Linked DNA regions of Gossypium hirsutum: region 2 is linked to region 1. Evidence: chromatin contacts called from public Hi-C data. All regions are on one chromosome and are shown on one strand. Each heading gives the region's core, a stretch centred on a gene start, on an enhancer-like site or on the middle of the called end of the contact. The rest is flanking DNA. Distances are from core to core; before and after follow the strand shown.

Region 1 (4,039 bases), core at 935-3,434:
AAAATGATCTATTTATAAGTTAAATTCGTAGGTCAAATAATCTTAAAATAATCTATGCTAATAAAAGTTCGATTGGACAAATAATCAGAAGTTCACTGGAAGAAGAAAACTGAGAAAATTGCATGACACATCGCCATCTTGACGTCCCTTATCGTGTCGTCGCAACATCGTTTATGCTTCTCCCCTATTTCGTCATCATGACGTTGCATAATAAAAAGCAAATAATATAATTTTTTTATTAAAAAAGTGTGAAAATGATAAATAGATAAAGAATTACTTATCACTTATGCTACACTTGGTAGGAATATTATTTTCTAAGCATATTTTAATATATAAGTTAGCAATAAATTAATTCACTTTGTAATATTTAGCAACTTTCATTACTTATTTTTAGTAAAAGAAAAAAAATATTCGACTTATTTTAAAGAAATTTTATTCTTATAAAAATTATTACTCATTTTCATGATTTCAAATTTAAAATTATACTAACTATTATAATATTTATTACTCGAATTGTTACATTAATAATCAAACCATCCATGTTGTTTTCGTATGTTTCTTTTGCGGTGAATATAAGGTGAGAAGTCACGGATGGCAATTATATGTTCAATTATACATCGAACACGTATGTCTTGTTTTCCAACCCTACACGTAAGTAATAATATAGTAAGATGCCTTATGCCTTTTATGTATATTCAATAACCTGACAACTAACTTTGAATTTAAGTTGGTATTGATGTTCTAGTTGAGTGAACCGACATTGATGGTATTACAGTTCATTTTTTATATAATTATTTTTAAAAAATTTAATATTATAAAAAGATACTTATTATAAAATTATAATAGTATTTAACATTTAAATTATATTTAAATTTTAAAATTATAATATATTAATAATATTATTAATTAGGATTACATCTTATTTTATTTATTGAATATTATTTTTATTTAATTAATTATGATTGATACACTTTTATATAAAATTTTATTTTATTGAAATAAATCTTAAATAAAATTTATAATTTTTATTTCACTTGAGAATAAAGCTAACTTTACTAAGACAATAGGTTGTTATCAAGAACTAATTTAATAAAAAATACACTTCATACTTTATGATTATTATCGTTACATATGAAAACTTGTTATAAAGAGTAAAAATAAAATATAAAAATTTGATTCTACAACAAAAATGACTATTATAATGAGCTATTGTTATAAAAAGGATCCACTATACAATATTTTAAGAGACGTGTGTTGGAGCCAACTAAGGTCCCTTTGGATGGGTGTTACCTCTAGTGTGGTACATCTAGCTTTCTTTTTGTTTCACGTTACAGTAGCCCTATTATTTTTACACTAACTGGAGATAAACGTATCGCTCATCCAAATGGACCCTAAGTCTTAACTCGGTTGACATTGGCATTGGCATTAACATTTAGGTGTGAGCGTTTGAACGAATCGAGTGAAAATTTTTTTGAGTTGATGAGCCTCATTTTATCATCCTAACTCAATTTAATTTTTTTCGAATCAAGTCGAGTTAAACTGAATAGAAGTGTTTGAGTTAAATTAAAATCTTGTTACAATATAATTAATTTTATGCTAGAAGACATAATTTGAAACCATATATTTTTTAGAACGCTTTCAAATCAAAATAAGAAGAAAAAAGATACTTTAGTATGATAAACTTGAATGATTAATTTACTTATTTAGGTCCTAAAAATTATTATTTTATATATTCTTTAGATTTTTTAATATTTTTATAATTTTAAAAAAAATTGAATTTATATATATTCTGAAATTTGATTTTTTTTTATAATTTTTGTTAACAAATATCAATTTGTTCATTTTTAAAATTAACATGAATCACAAGTGTATTTACACCAATATGTTATTCGAGTTATTTAAATTATTCGAATTGTAAAATTTAACTCAACTAGAACTCAAAACTCGATTTACTTATTTGAATTTACTCGAAAAAATTAAATAATTTAAATAACTCGATTCGATTAATCAGAATTTAAATTTTTTAAAAAATTTTGGAATTGAATTATGTGTGAATTATATTCATCAAAATAACTGTATTTAATATGGAAATACAATTTTAAGTGATAGTCCAAGGGGGCACCCATTAATAAAATTCATGATTTAAAGTATAGTAGTTTTCAGATCATTAAATATGGCAGATAGAGTTTGGTAGTTTACGTCACGTAACTTGCGTGAATGATTAGTACGTGTACCCAAAAACCAAAAGTTATCAACAACAAACAATTAATTAGTTTAGTTAGGGAAAAAACAAAAAAGAAAATAAGTTTGTCCATAACTAACAAGTTATAAATTATTTTAGGAAAAGAAAGTTATAAATGCAACTTAAATTAGCTTTATGGGGAAAAACTACCCAACTCTCCAGCAATAATAACTAGCCCATAGGAAAATAATTAAAAAATGAGTATTTAAGGAAAAAGGAATTATATATATATTAAAAATCAAGAATTTAAATACATACCATATTAAAAATACATCAACGAATTTCACGTGCAATATTTTTTTTTCCAATGGATAAGCTGGCCATAAAAGAGTCGGTCCACCACTATATTTCTTTTTGTGGTTGGAACTTGTAGGGTTAAATTTGAAGAAAATGTCAAATTTAAAGAAAAGTAAGAAAATGAGTGACTATATTTGTGGAGAGAAGCTAAAACTCGAGTTGGGGCGATAGTAGCTACAGTTATTAACGAGTTTTGTAATCATAGCAACCGTTGGAGCCTTGAAAGGATCTTTAACTTTTTTCCAGCATCACAGTCAGTCCTCCACCAAAAGTTCTCTTACTCTCAACTCCGTCACTCATTTCGACCAAGGAGGTTAAGGATACCGCTTTAGTAGAGATGGAGAAAAATAATAAGCTGATTATACTTAAAAGCCCCTTAGTTTTCCTTATAATTAGCCCCTTAGTTTTTCCTTATAATTATGGTCTCAAGCTTATATATGAGGTTTATAAAGCATATTCTTTTGGTATTATGAAACTTAAACTCGTGATTGAATAACCATTGTCAACTGGGATCCTTACTTATATTTCAACTCATGACCATATAACTACCATGAACTAGAGGCCGAGTTGCAATGTGACGGGCTTCTAAGGTGATGGTTCAATCCCCACACCGGAGATGAAATATGGGGGGTCTTTGAGTGCCACCGTATCATTATTAACTCAAATACACCTTAAAATTATTACACTGTCTCCTTCAAACACAAATAAATTTTTCTGTCCAAAAATTTCAACACTCAACCAAAAAAATTAAGAGAGAATTGTTTAGGGTTTAAGGATGGTGTCTGAGAGAGGCGATGTATTAGGGGTAAGTAAACCCCCTTTATATAGAAAAACAAGGGGGAAAGAATTGAGAATATGTACCAACTGGGATGTCTGAAAATTATCCTGGGATTCCTGAGTTCTGAAAATTTTTCACGGGTTAGGGTGTGGGTTGAAAATGGGAAGGGAAAAAATGTGCTCTGCTGGACGCGTTTTCTGCTGATGTGGTCGAAAACGCTCGCCTATTTCCCTAAATATCCCAAAAACCAGCCCATTTCCTTTTGTTTTTTTAAAAAAAAATTGGCCTTTTCTTCAAATTTATCCCTTATAATAGTCTTATTTTCTTATTCTTTTTTTTATTATAAAAAAATTATAGTCTTTATCTATTTTTATAGGCTAATATACAAAATGAGCCCCTGAATAGGGTGAAGGTAGAAAAGTTTTTGGAGGGTTGAAATTAAATTGTATATTTTTATGAGGGTTATGCAATTCCATCATTTAATAACTTATATATTTATAATTTAAGGGATTAAATCAAAATTTTATCATTTAGGGGACCAATGTACAATTTTACTATTTAGTAATTTAAAGATATATAAAATTTAAAAGGCTAAAAATTGAATTTCACATTTTAGGAGGGGAGGCCTTGCCAACCCCCCTCCCACCACCTCTGCCCTTAAACTACTACACTTTATTTAAACAAGCCCTTAAATTATTTTGATAGTTAAAGAAGCCCCTAAC
Region 2 (4,039 bases), core at 572-3,071, 130 kb before region 1:
TTACAATTCGAATAACTCGAATAATTCGAATAAAAAATTGGTTTAAATACTCCTTTGGTCCCTATCATTTTAAAAATGAGCAAATCAATCTCTCTCAACAAAAATTACAAAAAAAAATTCAAAATAATTTTTAAGAATTTTAAATATTTATAAAAATTTTAACTTTTATATATATTTTAAAAATTTTAAAATTTTCTAAAATAATAATTTTGAGACCTAAATAAATTAATTAATGATTAAAGTTTATTATACTAATATTATTTTGCTTTGAAAATGTTTTCAACTATATATGTTTTTAAATTTATGTGCTGTAACATGGAATTAGTTATAGTGTAACAATATTTTAATTTAACATGTTTAATTTTTTAATTAAACTCGAACAATTTCACTCGATTCAACGCAAATCGAATTTCATTTCACTGACTCACCAACTAAAATTTTTTTCACTCGATTCGATCAGAGTAGAAACACAACTAAATTAATAGACTAATTGAAAAAATTGTTTGAATCATAAATAATGATGTTTCCATTTACCCAAAATTTAGTATTTTTTCTTCTAAAAAGTTAGGGCAAATAATTAATTTCTACACCTCCTTATATAATCAGTACTTAAATTAGGTAATATTTTCTTAGTTATAGAATTTAATTTTTATAATTTAATTTTTTGGAATTTATTCTCTTTACATTGTTAATTTTTCTTTGTTAAATTTGTTAATGCCATATTTTAAATTTTTTTTTTCACTTGATAGCAATATAATTAAAAAAATAAAATTATAATAAACTTGAATTTGACAAAATAATTTTAATAATATTAACAAATTTAACTAAAATTTGAAATTTGAAAAATAGATTAAATACCAAGTTTAAATAGCAAACTTAAAAGAACCCTAGCAAGTAGGAGAAATGTTAGTTAAGAAATAATAAAGATAAAGGTAAATTATATTACTAATCACCAATTATTAGTAAAATTTTTTTTATCATCTAACCATAAAAAGTTATAAAATTATCATTTAACTACTTTTTTGATAATTGAATTATAAAAACTTACAAAATGATCGTTTAAAATTTTCATTGTTGGTCATCTAACTATATTAAATTTTTGATGTTTCTATTTTTATGTTATTTCGCTAATGATTAAAGAATAAAAATTAAATAATTAGATGATTATTTTTTATAGTTAAATATTAATAATTGAGTGGTTATTAGTGTAGGAATAATACCTGGACAAAAACCAAAGGCGAGAAACCCAAATCAGGGCCAAGAACTTGATCATGGCCGAGCATATGATCATTGTTTCTGGCCATAGCCAGCCATTCATCAACACTATTATCACACTGAGCTTCAACGATTCGGACGCCACCGTCGTTGCATTTGATAAACGGCCGGCCACTTTCCGATCTCCGAATCCTCCCTGAGGCAGCGTAGTAAAGTTCCAGACACTGAAACATGGGCTCTTTCAAATCATGAATCGACAAACCTTGAGCCGCTTCAGGTTGGAAGAAATACACGCCTTTGATATAATGGAGTTTCATTGCTAAATCCATGTTTGTTAGCTCCAAATCCTTGTTTCCGCCGGTTGCTTTGGCGGGAACCACCGATGACAGCATTTGCCCCCTAACAGGGCATTCCAACGAACCCGACACCATTGTGATAAAAATAAAAGTGAAAAACACAGGAAACTTGGGAAAGTAGAATGAAGTGATTTATTTTTCTGGAAAAGGGAAGTTCTATATTTATAGTTATGCAAAAGAGCAAGGAAGGATTGGAATATGGCAGAAGCCATTCTGGTGGCTTTTAAGAAGCTAAGGTCGAGGGAAGGTGAGGGGACTTAATACCATAAATTAATGACACTATTTATTTCTTTAGACTTTTTTTAAACATTGTGCAGATAACAATAAAACAGACTTACAACATGCAAAAAGAAAGTACTTGTTTTTTAAAATCATTTTTCTTTGTTTTCTAATTAATTTTTCAAAGGTTCTTTTCTATTAAAGAAAAAAAAGAAAAAACAATTGGACCACCTTCTCATCATCATTCGCATTTAAAAATATGTGGAGAGAGACGTATCAAAAATTAGCTGATCATTCAATAAAAATGGCTCAAATTTTGTTTCATCTTAAATAATGATGATTCCATTTACCTGAAGTTTTGTTATTTCCTTCTAGGGTTAACAGTATTTTTGTCCATTGAATTTTTAAAAAAAATCAATTAAATTTTTCTAAAATTTTTCCATCAAATTAAATCTTTGAACTAATAAAATTAGTCAAATAAAACATTTAACTAACACTAGCCATTAGTAATTAATAATAGTAATTAATAATAACGATGAAGTGGTCATTAATAAACGTCACATTAACATTTTTTAATGATGTGTTAGTGCCACATCATCACTGATCGTTGACGTGTTAGTTCTACGTCATCATTGGTTGCAAATTTGGCACTTATCAATAAAAAAAGTTAAATTAATTTTACATACTACGCAATGAATCTAGACAAACTGTTATCCACGTTCATTTGAATTTGGACATCCATGTGTTTACATTCATTTTAAAATTATAAAACAATATAAAAATATAAACATTATAAAAGATGATTAGAATTCATAATAATTATTAGAAATAATTTAAAAACCATAACATTTTATAAAATTTATAAAAAAAAAATAAATTTACTAAAAACCATAAAAATTAGAAAAAATAATCCATAAAATTGTTAGAAATTAATTAAAAATCATAAAATTTTATTAAAAAATTAAATTAAAAATTAAATCTTTTACATAATTTATTTTTCTCATTTTTATTAAAGCATTAACCATTAATCATTAATTTAAAAAAATCCATTGATCGTTAACAAGGCAAAAGATTTTAGAATAACTTTCAATAGTTTGTATGAGAAAAAGAAAGGACTTCGATGTTTGATATACCAAAAAATAAGTATATTAGTCAAATAATTTAATAAAAATGAGAAAAATTAATTTCTATGAAACTTTTATAAAAAATAAATATTTTATAAAATTTTATGGTTTTTAATTTATTTCTAACAATTTTTATAAATGATTTTTTTCCTAATTTTTTATGGTAATTAATAAATTATTTTTTATAAATTTTATGGGTTTTAACAAATTTCTAATAATTATTACAAATTTTAATATATTTTTTATATTTTTCTATAATTCTAGAATGGATTTAGACAAATGGATCCCTAAATTCAAATGAACCTAGGGAACAATTTGTCCAGATTCATTGTGTAGTATTAAAAATAATTTTATATTTTTTGAAATTTTTTTTATTTTTGCTGGTGTAGCACTGCCACATCAGCCTTTGGTGATAACGTGGAATTTCCATGTCAGTGATAATGCCACATCAACAAACGATGTTGACATGGAGTCTACTAATGGCCACGTCAAGTTGCAATAAATTACTAACCATTAACGTTAGTCAAAGGGCCTATTTGGCCAATTTTGTTAGTTTAGGGGCTCAATTGGGTGCAAAAAGTTCAAAGGGGGCGTAATTAAGTTTTTTAAAGTTTGAGGGCTAAAATACAATTTAGCCTTTTCTTCTACACCTTATTAAATAATCATTACATAATTATGCTCCCAACATATGCACATTTACTAGGCTTAGTACAAGTACGCTTTAGAATTAAATTGCATCACGAATGTGAATTTAACTCAAAACAATCAAAACAATGTAGTGGAGTTTATCTACAAGCAAGGTACCGGTACTTATACTTAAGGTATCTATAACTTGGCCTGGAACTGTAGCATTTTGGCTATTGTCAAGCTATGTTCCAATACCTACAGGGTTAGCTTTTGGAACTTGAGTTTCTTAGAGCAAAATTAAGTTCAAAATATTGTAAATCACCCCAAACCTATCAAAATATACTAACAGGTTCCAAATCAATTTATATCATTTTCAAACCTCATTTAAGCATAAATTCAAGTCTCAAACATGTGCAAATCAAATTATCAATCAAAGGCTACATGAACATCTAAATAGTTTCTAATGGCACTTGATTTCATAAGTGAAAATACTTAAAA

The links. A called contact is a pair of places that touch in the nucleus more often than the background predicts.
Region 2: a contact with region 1 is called in a Hi-C map of leaf, with 2.4 times the contacts expected there. The contact joins the promoter of LOC107918188 here to the enhancer-like site in region 1. A contact is called at or near these places in 6 of 34 Hi-C or Micro-C datasets (hypocotyl, leaf and seedling).

The regions. Positions count from the first base shown.
Region 1 is chrA01:34,059,701-34,063,739 of Gossypium_hirsutum_v2.1, reverse strand. No RefSeq gene overlaps it. Among protein-coding and RNA genes, the nearest start is that of LOC107918165, 23 kb to the right of the region's middle. Within about 2 kb of position 2,184, at least 1 of the 9 cell types and tissues checked has an H3K27ac peak or open chromatin away from gene starts, as enhancers often do. A contact at or near this core is called in leaf, where this site is marked.
Region 2 is chrA01:34,191,002-34,195,040 of Gossypium_hirsutum_v2.1, reverse strand. LOC107918188 (protein ECERIFERUM 2) reads right to left here and starts at 1,821. Exons shown (of 2, transcript XM_016847720.2): 1 at 1,221-1,821. The coding sequence starts at 1,646.